Linked DNA regions of Salvelinus alpinus: region 2 is linked to region 1. The links are chromatin contacts, called in public Hi-C maps. All regions are on one chromosome and are shown on one strand. Each heading gives the region's core, a stretch centred on a gene start, on an enhancer-like site or on the middle of the called end of the contact. The rest is flanking DNA. Distances are from core to core; before and after follow the strand shown.

Region 1 (7,084 bases), core at 3,390-5,889:
TTACGGTTAAGCTTTTTCAGACTGTACATGAGCACATTAAATTGTTCTTATTGGTCCTCTTCTATTGGTGTGGTAGATGACTCCTCCTGTGGTTAGTAGATCAGTGGGAAGGTGTGGCTGACTGGGTCCAGTGTATAGTAAGACAGCCCAGTTCTCCCTGCCTGTGTCCCAGTGGGACTGGACTTAGTTCTGCCTCCTGCTGCTCCGGCTCACTTCCCCTGGGCCCTCGTCACCCTGTGCTGAGCACTTAAGTCCCAGCCAGCCTCGAGCTAATGTAGCGGGCAGCCCTGCACACTCTGGCCTCATCTGCTGCCGACTAGCACTTCAGCCCCCAATCAATAGTCTTCACCGATTTGCTCAATTTCCACAGGAGGAGGAGAAAGGGCAGAGGTATTTGATTGTCTCTTCAATTCCCTCTGCTTGATGCCTGCTGCTGTGTGCGTGCGTGTGTGTGTGTGTGTGTTCGCTCTACCAGTGGGGTTATGAATCACTAATCAGAGTGTGGTGACACACCTGAGCAATGCCGCCTTCCCCCTGGGTGTCATGCATTATAAATCAAAAGAGTTCATTTGCATGCAGTGTTATTATTATTCCAGTTTTTGCTTTAACACCAGTGGGCTAAGGGTTATAGTAATGATAATGAGGCTGTGCTGACTGGAGTTTTCTTTGTTTATTTGTGGAGAGGGAGGAGAGAAATAAATATGTTTTTATCTATATATTTTTAGGGTTAGGGTGCTCAATGCATGGACAAAGAATAGTCTGTTGACACAAAAAGGGCTGAGTGTACACTTTGCACACCACACAAAGCTGCTGAGAGGAGGACGGCTCATAATAATGGCTGGAATGGAGTTAATGGAATGTTGTCAAATACATGGAAACCACCATGTGTTTGATGAGTTTGATATGATTCCGTTCCAGCCATTACTATTAGCCTTTCCTCCCCAAATAAGGTGCCACCAGCCGCCTGTGTTGCACACTGTGTTTGGTCTGGCTCTGATGTATGGTTCTAATATTTAGTGCGATAAAGCAGCTTCAGAAGTTATCTGAAAACGAATCACAGTGATCAATACAGAGCAGAGAACAGATAGGATGGTAATGAAATCTCCATCATTTTGATCAAGATATTGTCTTCGGTCCATGAAGCGGAATTTGTGATTTCAAATACATACATAGTCAAATTTAATCTGAAATGAAACACTTGTTTCTATAGAAACCTTTACTCATTAAAGATATGATCAAGGCCATGGTATGTTGTGATTCTAGGTCATTGCACAGTATTGCGTCACCACGCAACCATAAGAAATAACCACCAAGCCAAGGCGGAGAGCAGATGGTAAGTTTAGACCGCCATGGCCTTGTTAAGGACCTAAAGGATGAGTTGTAGTGGGGAACACTGGGGCAGTAGAGTAGTGATGCTGGGAGAGCAGAGGGTGTGAATATAGGAGTAGCACATGGCTGAGGAATAGGGGAGCAGGTGCTATTGTGTGTCAGAAGCCCCACTGCCCTCTGGGAGGTTGAGAGGAGGTGGAGGGGTGGAGGTGAGGAGGAGGGGAGAAGGAGGAGGGGAGGTGGAAGGGAGTAGGTGTGGAGTTGGAGGGGATAGGCGGTGTGAGCCGGACAGGGCCTGGGGTTATTACACTAATTGACACTTCACCTCACGCACACCCTCCCCAGGGGCCAATCAGAGAGCTGGCTTTGGGGAGGGGCAGGGGGGGGGGGGGGGGAGCTGGCACAGGTGCTGCTTGCGACTGTATTATGGGTGTAATTGCACTGGTGATATTTGTCTATCCACGTGTCGCGCCACCAACCGCCCACTCCCCCCAAACACAGAGAGCCCATTAACCCTACAGGTCCTATTGAGAGCAGACAGAGCAGTGTTCCTTTGAAACACTTCAGGGCCTCTGCGTTTTACACACTGAATATAATAATGCACAGAGGTGCTCGGCCGTGTCCAACAAGAATAATTGAGAGACAGGGGATGGGGAACATGGCCAATCCTGCTGAGAGGGCTCCCCAAAGGGGCTGTGTGTGTGTGTGTGTGTGTGTGTGTGTGTGTGTGTGTGTGTGTGTGTGTGTGTGTGTGTGTGTGTGTGTGTGTGTGTGTGTGTGTGTGTGTGTGTGTGTGTGTGTGTGTGTGTGTGTGTGTGTGTGTGTGTGTGTGTGTGTGTGTGTGTGTGTGCACATGCTGTCAATAGGCTCTCGTATGAGTTAAGCTTGTCGGGTTTAAACTGTTTCAGTCATTAGTGTGTACATTCGCTATGGATTATATCAGTTGTTTAAAGGCAGGCAGGTGTCATACAATGATAATAGATAGTCATTTTAGGCTGTACAGCACTTGGAAGACAGCTGCAGATTTATGAAACTGATTTATGAAAAATGTTTTACTAATCATTCAGAGATTGTTTTACACTGATCTATATTGTAGGCCTGCTTTGTTTGTGTGTGAATGTGCATTTGTGTGAGCAGTGACCTTCTGTCATCTGTCTATGTGCTGTGACTGACATCTATTCTCTATGTTAAATTGTATAACCACGCCATTGGTGTGTTGTGTGTGTGGTGTGTTGTTTGTGTGTGGGAGAAGGTGAAAACCTGAGTGTTTGTCCTTGACCAAGCTCTGATTGGAGAGCCTCATGCATCTGTTCAGACATTTTAGGTGAGTCTGTGTTAGTGTGTGAATACAAGATGTAGCCGTATGCCTTTACTGTGCTGTTGTTATTCTGGATGGTGTGACCACATGCCAATATTGACTGAATGGTATGTTTGTATGTGTGGTGAGTGTTTTGCACAACTACTTACGTCTGTGTGTTTCTCTGCAGTGTTGTGACTAAGGAGTACTGGGATGTACTGAGTCGGATCACAGCAGTGGTGGAGAAGCATAAGAAGGGTTTGGTACCAGGTGTGCCCCAGCTCAATATGTGTGACATGGCTGTCATGGTAAGATCAATACTACACAGAATGTCCATTTCCCATGTAGCCTCCTTTAACTTGTTTGATATAATACATTTTGTTTCATAGTATTGTTCTGTGGCTTTTGTTTCCAGTGTTAACATCTCTGACTTGTGTGTTCTTTCACAAAGAAAATTATTTTAGAAAATAAATTGATTAAGATCTTGCTGTAGGGACGCATTTTCTCATTTCCTTTATCTTTTTATAATGCTGAATGCTTTCAGTAAACTATGTGGGCACAATTTCAGATTTGTTTACCAGAGCTATTTTCTTTCCCTTTGTTCGTAAAATAATAGACTATCTTATTGTTATTTGTGGAAAAACACAGCAGTGTGATTCTTGGACCTTTTGTCTCAGCAACTGTTCCTGTGGGTTTTAGCTGCTTTTGTAAAAAATAGGGAGTGTCTGTCTCATTGGTTTTCGTTTTTACAAAACAGCTAAAAAGGAACATTGCTTTGTATGCTCATTGCTGAAGCAGTTTGTCCATGATTCTGAGATCTGTGTATCACTAGTGTAGCAGCAGCTCCCCCATGTGGTTTCCTTGGAGAACATAATTTTAATAATGTTCAGCTCAAGTGAATGAATGTGTAAGAATGTTTTCTGTGGTTTCTTTCATTGACAGAACAGGCACCTCCAGGATGTGAAAAGTTAGGAAAATGCCTTAAAGCACCCAAGTCACAGCCGTGGAAGTGTGACTGGCCGCATTAGCTATCTGTTTCAGCGCCACCCTGGGAAGAGGGAGGATGTCAGCGAAGATGCTGCCTTGATGAAGAGCAATTTTCAGGAATTCAACTTGAATTTCTATTCGTTTTTAACTTGTAATGTTGAAACAGAACAACATATGGTTTGAATGAAGGACATTAACAATGGGACGAATGCTGTCTGTGTACCATATGATTATTAATAGAATGAAGCTGATTTGCAACTGCTTTTTTTATGATGCCATCTCTGTAGATGTTTTCTCTCTCTTTACTTACTTATGCACTATTGTGGAAGACATTTAAATAGGGCAACAACAACAACAAGCTGTTTTAACTAGAATAAAACAATGTTTCATTTTTATGCCACGTTGTTTTTCAAAATGTTCTTGACAGATGTTTTCTAGTGGGCGGCAGATTGAAGATTTCTGCGTCAATCGATGGGTCGTCACTTGTTTCCACAGTCACAAAGTCATAATAATAGTAATTTATTCAACTTCGAGCGCTTTTTATAATAGAAATCGCGAGAGGGTCATCGGTTCGTGGCTTGAGCGGAGGGAACTGGTCAGACGATGGTAAATGATGGTGATGAAGTCTGCTGATGATCTTGTACAGGGCAAGTCGGAATCAGACCGAGTTTTATAGCCACTGGAATTCTCTTCCACTCTGTGAAGCACCTACTTGGGTGACGCCTCGGCATTCCTCTCACTATTATGAGAGGAATATTCATATAATTATTATTGATGACAATTATATTATAGCTAAATCCCGCCTATTTCTACAGTCTATATATATATATATTTTTTTTAAATGTTAAACCTAACCTTAACCACACTGCTAACCGTATGTCTAACCTTAACCTTAAATGACGACCAAAAAGCTCATTTTTGTTGTCATACATTTTTACGATAAAGGCAGTTTATTCTGACTTTGTGGCTGGGGAATCTAGGGAATACCCAATCGATGTCTCGAAGTCAACGAACAGCACGGGTTTGGGGTTTCCACTAGATAGCATATCTACAATTTGCTTTTAATTTAAGGTTAGGCATACGGTCAGCAGTGTAGTTACGTTCAACGTCTGATTTTAAGAAGATACATTGTACAAATAGGCTGAGTTTCTGACTTTGTGGCTGTGGTAACTAGTGACGACCCGGATTTTGTCGCATGACTACCGGCATCTGACCTTTTGCCTCAAAGTCCACACAGACGATTCCACAGGAAGTTAACGCTCAGTTAGACATGGCAGTCCACACGAGAGAAGCAAAGTTAGATTTGGTCACCAAACACATAAAATGTTTTCCTGATTTCCCAAGCAAAGGAATACTTTTCAGGTAACTGTTAGGTAGTGAATGATAGATTATCGCGATAAACCTAGCTAGCTAGCGTTACATTCATGTGCTGAGTTAGATAGCTAGCCATCTTTGCAATGCTAGCTTTCTATTCAAAATAACGTGCATGCGTGTAATACTATTTTGTAGTAGCTAGCTAGCTATGTTGAAATGCTCGATAGAAGATACATTTTACGAGATAGCTAGTTAGAATATTTATTTCAACAGCAAATGTGAATGATGTGTTTTTGTGTGTCACACAGAGACATCTGTCCAATTCTTAAAGACCCGGGTGCATTGACGGCAGTCATCGATCTTTTTGAGGAACATGTGAGGCAGACTCATCCCCAAGTAGAACTGATTGTCGGTGAGTCATCCCCATGGCTGCGTTTAGACAGGCAGCCTAATTTGGTCTTTTGGCCAATCAGATCAGCTCTGAGAAAGATCTGATGTGATTGGTCAAAAGACCAATTGGTGGATAAAATATCAGAATTGGGCTGTCTGTGTAAAAGCAGTCCTTGTCACTGTCATATGCAGCTCCTGAGGAACATTAACACGAGAAGCAATGGGACTGGCGCATGTGTCACTGAGGACACCATGCAGCTCCCCAGTTCTCTTGCTGTCTGGGAATTATGCAATTCTGAGCTCATTGAAGGTTACAGCTGCAGCTGTCATTTAACCACATATTTCCTTCAACACCATGGATGGTCACTGTGTTCTAACAGCGGGATATATGTCCTGTAGGTCTGGATGCTCGGGGATTTCTCTTCGGACCCCTTCTAGCCCAGAGGTTAGGAGTGGGATTTGTGCTGGTCCGGAAGAAGGGAAAGCTCCCAGGGCCTACAGTGTCTGTGGCATACAAACTGGAGTATGGAGAGGTGAAATTGGCTGGTGATGACAGCTGTATTACCTCCTACACCTTTCTGTCCTTTCATATCACAGCTCCAAGCCTCTGAAAAGTACATTTTATGTATTGGAACCTGCTATTTGTTTATAACATTCATGTTCAATTAATATTCCTTCATCAGGCTGAGGTTGAGGTCCAGGAGGATGCAGTGGCTCCAGGAGAGAAAGTGCTTCTCATCGATGATCTACTAGCCACTGGAGGTGAGGCATTTCACTGTTTATGGGGTGTATTTTGTACAAATAAGTGGACAGTGTGACAGATAAAAATATATATTGATTGGAGGGAACTGTGTTTCATTGGCATTACCCGTCTTTGTTTTGAGACTAGTGTCGATGACAATGCCTCCATATTACTCAGTAGTACTCTACCTAACTTTCTCTACTGTTTGTCAGGAACCCTGTATGCTGCCTGTGAGCTCATGAAGAAACAGAATGCAGAGGTAATGGGCTGCATGGTGGTCATTGAGCTCAAAGAGCTCAACGGGGTTGAAAAGCTGAAGCCAAATACCCTCTTCTCCCTGGTGCAGTATTGAGGTCAAAACAATTCCAAGTGTTCCATTCAGTATGGTTTAAAACACACTACTTTGATGCAGTTTACTGTCTTACAGTTCCTACCCAACTGTAATGAATTGTGATGGAGACTTTTGTTTTTGTTACATAGGTGAACTTTTCAAAGCATTGTTATGTACTATAAAGCAAATGCCATTCATTTTATAAGTATACATAGTACGTCTGTGACGGTTATGGAATTCTGGAAGACTATTTGGCCAGCCAAATGACCACGGTCACTGTAATAACTGTTCGAATAGCAGCAACAACAAAAATATTTTTACACACATTTTTCTCCTCTCCTCCACGTGCCGTCATATGAATAGAACAGGCGTCCCCATTCAAGTCAATAATGGCATAATGGGTGGACTGGCGAAAGCAGGAAGAGTACCATAGAGAAAGAGGCGAAGCGAGCTGATTCTCTCTTCCCAAAACCGGTCCACATGAGATTAACCCTTTTTTCTATGGAACTCTGTCAAATTACGTGAGGCTTCTTTGATAACAATGTGCAATTGAAAAGCCACTTATTCTTACATTGGTTCAAAATACTGACCCTCAACAAGGTGTAGATGAGAAATAAATAAAAAAAATGCCAAAAGGAAGTGCTGGCTGGCTTGTCTCTGAAGCTAAGCAGGGTTGTCCCTGGATGGGTGACCA
Region 2 (7,084 bases), core at 2,555-5,054, 170 kb before region 1:
AGTGTGACAGTCTGGGGGGGAGCACTGCCTGCCTGCCTGCCTGGCTGCCTCTACCCCTGACCCCCAGCGGCCCAGCGGGATAAGGCAGAGGGGGCATCATGGAACTGTCCATGTCAGCTCAGCTCCAGGCTCTGTTATTGACGCCTCCGGCCCGGTGCTTTCAGCACAGCAACCCTGCTACAATTAGCACCAATAGCTGACAACTAGCCAATAAGGTTGAACAGCAGCCCCCGTCTACTCCCCACCCGCCTCCCACCCCGGTGTGTCTCCATTGTTCAGGTCTGTGGAGTGGATCCCCGCAAGTCCCTTACAGAGCACTACTTACTGCTAACACACACAAGGCAGACTGCAGTAGAATACCTGACAGCACACAGACAGGACATGAGGTGGGAGTCAACTGAAACAGCATGTTACAAGTAGTAGTAGCAGTAGTAGTGTACTATAGTTGCAATGTACCTTCTGAGGCTGGAAGGTAGGCAGCATGACGGTGGTGGCACCCACCCAGAGAGGGCAGAGCAGCTTGTTGACGATGCCGTGGACGTGGTGCAGGGGCAAGATGTGAAGGATGACATCATCTCTGGACCAGCCCCACTCTGACACCAGACCCTGAACCTGGGAGACATGAGAGATCCACTGAGCTATTTGGTCATACAATGTTTTCCTTACAGTTCTTTGGACATTTCCTTTCTATATAATGATGGGTAACTCACTCAAAAGCTTTCATGGTGGTCCTGCCTGAAGGTTTCTTTCACTCCTTATCAAACATACCGGTACGTATTAATGTAACCACCGTGCAAAAAGAGAGTAAACCCCTGTCTTTAGTGAGCAGGGCCAGATAGCTGGAAGGAGCAGAGGGAATGGATAGTGTCCCTAAGCGCTCAACCTTCCAGGAACCTTCTCTCCCTCACCGAGCTCCCTCCCTGGGCTTGTCATTTCAAAATGAAGCTCCTTAATTGAGGGTGATCTAATTTTCCACTCTATTGGACATGCAGGTCAATTTTGGTTGAAAATGTACCAAAATAAATCCTCCACAGCCTGAAGTGCCCCATGTAATGAAATAATTTGGCCGATTATTCAGAAAGCTCATGTGGAACAAAAGCAAAACGACACTGTGTCCGTCGTATGTGTAACCCCCGCCAACCCACCCTTACGTACTACCAAAGGGCTACAGAAAACTGTCTCAACAGAACCCCTATTAATACGTCAAGAGAAAAATACTTCTCTGAAGTTCACAGTACCGACACCAGGAAATAAAACATAAAAAAATACTAACATTAACTACGTTTCCATTCAATTGGCGACAGGTTTTCATGCGAATATATTAAAAAATACTTTTTGCGGTTAAATTTCCATGTACCAAATAAAAATTAAGTTAAATGGGTTTCCATCGCATTTTCAACTCTACTGACAGTTGTCTCAAAACATTTAGCGTTATAGCCTACACGATGAGATTATTATGGAAAAAAGAGCGCTATTTATTTTGATTTGTCAAACGGCAGCCAAGCATCGATGATCATGTCAGAAGAATAAGACCCTCGATATTTAGCATTGAAAGCAGCATCAAGCTCATCACCTTGCACTTTCACCACCCTGTGAAGTTCATCATAACTCATTTCATCTGAAGCTTAATAAACTGCATGGTGTCCCAACGAGTTGTAGTGGGATGCCCACACAACATGTCATCACGTGACTCCAAGTTTGATGATTATTATTTCAATATTTAATCAGAACAGCGTTTCCACCTACATTTGTTGAATTATTCATTTTACCGACACCTTTTCTAGCGTATTTTGTTTTGTCGATGTTTGGAAAGTTTACCGAAAAATGTTATGTTTCCATCAGGACTGTCATGACATTCTTTTATCCGATACGTACTTTACTCTAAATTGTTATTTTTTATTTTATTTAACCTTTATTTAACTAGGCAAGTCAGTTAAGAACAAATTCTTATTTACAATGATGGCCTACACCGGCCAAACCCAGACGACGCTGGGCCAAATGTGCGCCGCCCTATGGGACTCCTGGATTCGAACCAGGGTGTCTGTAGTGACGCCTCTAGCACTGAGATGCAGTGCCTTAGACTGCTGCGCCACTCAGGTGCCCTAAAAAGGTTGGATGGAAACCTGGTTAGTATCAGTAATGAAAAAAAGCTTTAACTTTCAAAATTCAGTCCAACCTTCAGACTGATCAAATATTCAACATGACTCAGTACATCATTATGATAAAAAGCAGTGTACAGAATAACATAGTATTCATCTTATGCTCACAATTAATGCATATAACAACTGAATAATCAATTTACCATGGCCTGAATGTTGCTGTGAGTGTGGAGAACCCCTTTGGGCCTGCCTGTGGTGCCGCTGGTGTAGATGATCATGGCAGGACGCTGGGCCCAGTCTGTGATGCCAGGCTCAGGCTGGTTCTCTGGGGCTTCCAGCAGGGAGCTGAGGCTGGAGGTGGGGGGCAACTGCAGGTAGGGCAGTCCCAGTCTGTGGGCCAGGGGCTCCATGGTGTCTGCGTACGGCTGCCCAGCCACCAGCAGGGAGCTCTGGGAGTCAGAGATGATGTACTCCAGCTCAGACGGAGGGTGCTTCCTGTAGAGAGGCACGGCCGTGCCGCCACACATCCAGGATGCCCACTGGGCTACCGTGTACGAGGCATCGTTGGCGCACAGGAAGGAGATGCGCTTCCCCTGCAGGTCCCCAGAGGGACAGTCCAGAGCTGCCTTGATACGCGCAGCCAGGCCCCTACTACTGCCATACAAGTCCCTGTAGCTGTGGCTCCCACTGTCGTCCACTATGGCCAGCTTGTCCTTGTACACTTGGGCTCTGGAAAACACAGGGGCACTGTCCCCTGCTGCAGCCTGCCTTGCTCTTGTGGAGGTGTAGGCTCTCCTCAGGACCTGTCCCAGCAGCCATCTCCCTGGCCCTGCCTCAGACTGCAAGCAGCCAGAGGCCAAAGCAGAGCGCCACAGAGGGACTGAGTGACGTACTGCCCCTGGCAACATGATGGGAGACTATGCTGCTCAAAGCCACCAATGTTATCCTCATAAAAAGTCCATCCTCATGATGTCAAGCCACACAATGGTCGCATTGGAATACCTGTTCATTTTGAGAGTCATAATTAACATAGGCTAAGTGAAATTGTTTTCATAAGAATAGACGCTATCCCTGCTATAGTGATATGACTGTATTTCTGACAGGCTTGCAGTTAGCCTTTATCCACAGTGACACCTCTATGAATACTGTGCAGGCTAGACTGCTGGCAAATATCTTGCTATGCCAAGCTGTTTATTTTGAAAGGACAAATCCTTCAGGGACAGGCAGTGGCACAGAATAATAATCAGTTTGTGGTGAGCACACTGTTGGTTTTTGCTTCATTCACTTTGGTATACAGTTTAGCTTTTACAGATACAGTGAAGTAGCTCTGCAACTTCAGCAAACAGTCTGTCACCTGACTTGATCTTTGGACATGAGGGTAATGGTGCAGCTAACTGGCTAGCTAACGTAACACCACTCAATGAATATGCTCATAAATAGCAGCTAGCTAACTTAGCTAGCTAGATCATGCTGGTGAAGATTTTTAGCGAGAAAACCCGACTGTGTTTTAGATTCTAACATGCGATGTTAGTATGTTTAAACGATATCCGTTTTCTCAAAGAGCGCAATGTTTGCTAAGCTGGTAATTCAAACCTACTGCTAATGTAAATATTCACCTTACCCAAACACCGGTCATTCTTGTGACGGTGCGTCACAATAAAACTCCGAATGGAAACTGAAGCTGGAGTTTAGGGTTCTGGTTGTGAAACACGGAGCAAAGCAATCTGGGACTGAAAATCCAGGTTTTGTTAAATTTGCAGGATAAATAAACAATAGTACAAACAAGTCCTTTTCGTACTGCAATGCTTGACTACTTTAAAACAAAGATGTATCTGTGCTTTATTATGATGTTAGGCTACACTTTCCAGGAAAAGGTGTGGGGTAGGAGGAGATGCTACTCCACTTTAACACAAAAGAGCCAATAACCTCTTGCTAGATTGTTGTACATTTAATTGAGTTATGTTTATGCAATTTGGTAATTCTATTTTATTTTGGGGGGGATTTGTTTTCCTGGATCAAGAGTGGTGAGGAATCAAGTGGTAGAAGACTTGACTGACCTCTTAATATAACCTCTATGACTATCAGTAACCCATTCATTACTGTAAACTATGTCAAATCTCAATGTTTGGAGTTTGAAAACTTGAATCTCTTTCCACCTCCTCTTGCCTCAACCTGGTGGCATCTGTTGTTGAGAATCTCACTAAGACTTCTGTTGTGAACACGTGTCAATTCAAACTGAGACATGGGCCATGAGGGAGATGGAAGAGGAGAGAAAGTGGGATATGCACCCAGAGTTGTTTTGGCATTAGATCACTCTATGCCACTTCTCCAGTGTGCCAACTAGCTTGGCATCATCTCACAGAGCCGGGCACATTCAGCCACCAGCTGGCAGTCGCGGGCCTCAGATAAGAATTGTTCAGACATGGCACTCATTCAAAAAGTTTTCACTTCCCTGAACCCCTACATTGCAAACGAGGATGGCATGTTCCTATGAAACTGGAGGCTTTGTCTCAGAAAAACTCCCCTCCAGTTTCAGAAGTAGTATCGTCAAAGGGAGAGCCATTCCATTCGCAGAGGAAACGCCAGTCGAGAAGATGCCACCAGCAGCTATATCATCTTCATAGAGCATCCCTTTATCAGAATATTGGCTCAGTAATTATTCATGCAGATGACACCGCTATACTGATACGAACTAAACTGTCGAATGTGGATACATATTTTTGTTTTCTACGTTTGTACTTTGGTTACAAAGACCATGTTTGTTTTGGATTAAAACGGCTTATTTGCGGCTGTCGAGATCAGCCATGTTGCTGACACATAGCATAAGGCAGATCTGGAATTCCAGCCACTCAGCACTACACATGGAGCTGCTCTGGAGAGACATACTGGGATGGACACAATGGGGGGCATGGTGACCTGGCGAACAGACGCTTGGCACTCTGCTCTCCTCTCAGGATGCCAGCCAGCGCCTGCCGTCTTGACGGAGCTCCGGAGCGGGCGTGCAACTTGGCCGGCAGCGGGCGCCAACTCCCCTTTCGGTTGGCACAGGACTGGCATAAGACTTCAGACAGGAGAGAGTGTGTGAGAGAAGACCCCCTCATATCTGAGGGAAGGAGAGAAGCGAGCTGGGAGAAGAAACCGTCGGGAGTGCCAGAACATGTGTCAGGTTGGCACCATGTGAGAATGATCTTGGCAAGCGCCTCTACTCTCCCCCTCTTGCCCCACTTGGAACACATGGTACGTCGGCAGCGGCATCTGGCCGCGTTGACTCTCAGCAGCTGCGCTTTGTCTTCGCCAGTTGGGACGCTTGGCACTGCCACTTCATCAACTACCTGTGGATCCTCCCGGGCGTGGAGGGGGCGATGAATTATTCTGAGCTGCAGCTGCAAACTTGACTTCCATCCAAGAGATGCAGCACTGTAAACATATGACTATCTCACACCACCCACATACTAACCACCACGGCCGGGACCACTGCGTTTGGGCTGTGCCCAAGCTTACTGGGATATGTCTCCTTGGGCGATGGTTTATTCTAGGTGAAAGACAGAGATACTGCTTTTTTTCTTGTTGGGAGAAGTTGTTGATGCTTTCAAAAGCCAGCTGAGGATTTTTCTGTACAAAGCTAACAAAAATGCATTCAATCTTTTGCTAAGGAATGATTACGATTGAATGGATGACCTTTCCACTCTCTTTTGAGTCTTTTCAAAATGATCGATGCGGCGGAACCGAGGTCATTTGTTAGAAAAGCTCTTAGAAATATTTTCAACTCAGAGGAAATAAATAACAGAACAAGAGACACTCTCCTTGGTTAACACAGTGTTTATCTTCTTACAGAGCTGTCTGGAGAGGAATTGTATCACATGCTTTGCTATGACTGGATAGCTGTGCTCCATACACTCTTTGGGACTTGACTGGGACCTCACTGATGCCTAATGCTCCCCATCTGTGCAAAAACATGTTTGGTTTATGCTGAACTGTTAATTAAAATGTCTACTATGAAAGGCCCACATGCTAGCTTTCTGGGGCAATTCCCTGAGGTTTACTACTGTACCCTTTTCCAAACGTCAGCAGTTCCATCTCCTTCGGTGATTACAGAGTCCTCACACCAGTTGTAAGGGATATACAGTGTCTCTTCTCAGGATAACTCTGTCATGTTCTTTCAAAGTAACATGAAAGGAAACCTCTCGAGTCTCGACTGAAGTGTAAAACAACTTTTTGTTGTTGTTGCATTAACCACGTATTTGAGATCTGACATCAGGTAGAGGATTTTGACAAAAGCACATCTTCTATTATATTTAAGAGATCCAGACATCCAGATGACTTTGGAGCCTGGGGTTCGCCCCTAGCAAGCTACGTGACCTAATTTGGATTTCAAGTGCTTGTTTCGTTCTGGATGGGGGTTTTTATACAGCGAATAATACTTTGTAGGCGAACAGATAATTTCTGTCAAGATTCAAAGGCCGTTATTTTTCGTGTTCTGCTGATAGTGACCCACTGGGAGTTTGGCTCCATCTGTGTCGCTCTGACCCAGTTTAGCCCTCGGCCACGTCCAACTGTTCCGCATCCCAAACATGTGTGCTGTGGTGGGGGATAAGCAATCATCACCACTCGGGACTCTGAAACACACACTGCAGATATGACACTGGACCCATCTCCTGTCTGCCCATCTTCCCACAGCATATGTCATCAATGCTGGCCCCCAAGAATCCCACTCACTCTGGAGGTGGATTTGGAAAAACCCTCCTGCTTCTGAGGGGTATCCCTTTGTGTGGCAACTGCTAAAATTAGATTATGGCGGGTGTGTGGTGGGGGTGTATATGTCTCTCTCTCTATCTTTGTTTGTACAGTATGTGTTTGTATGTTTATGTGTGTGTGATGTTTTGCCAATCTAGTATCGGCTATAATGTGTGCATTGTCATTGGCCCAGCTGCTCAATGCCTGACCTCTGCCACCCCTGTCTCCCCACCCTCCAGTACTGACCTGGC

Evidence for each region. Hi-C and Micro-C count contacts between places; a contact is called where the count stands out from the background.
Region 2: a Hi-C map of red muscle shows a contact between it and region 1, with 6 times the contacts expected there. The contact joins the promoter of acsf3 here to the promoter of aprt in region 1. A contact is called at or near these places in 2 of 3 Hi-C or Micro-C datasets (muscle and red muscle).

Annotation. Positions count from the first base shown.
Region 1 is chr33:14,155,270-14,162,353 of SLU_Salpinus.1, reverse strand. aprt (adenine phosphoribosyltransferase) reads left to right here and starts at 4,639. Exons shown (of 5, transcript XM_071381665.1): 1 at 4,639-4,975; 2 at 5,236-5,339; 3 at 5,717-5,850; 4 at 6,001-6,079; 5 at 6,272-7,084. The coding sequence starts at 4,884. The coding sequence ends at 6,411. It also overlaps the pseudogene LOC139562859.
Region 2 is chr33:14,321,452-14,328,535 of SLU_Salpinus.1, reverse strand. acsf3 (acyl-CoA synthetase family member 3) reads right to left here and starts at 3,804. Exons shown (of 11, transcript XM_071381654.1): 1 at 3,721-3,804; 2 at 2,303-3,101; 3 at 457-612. The coding sequence starts at 3,007.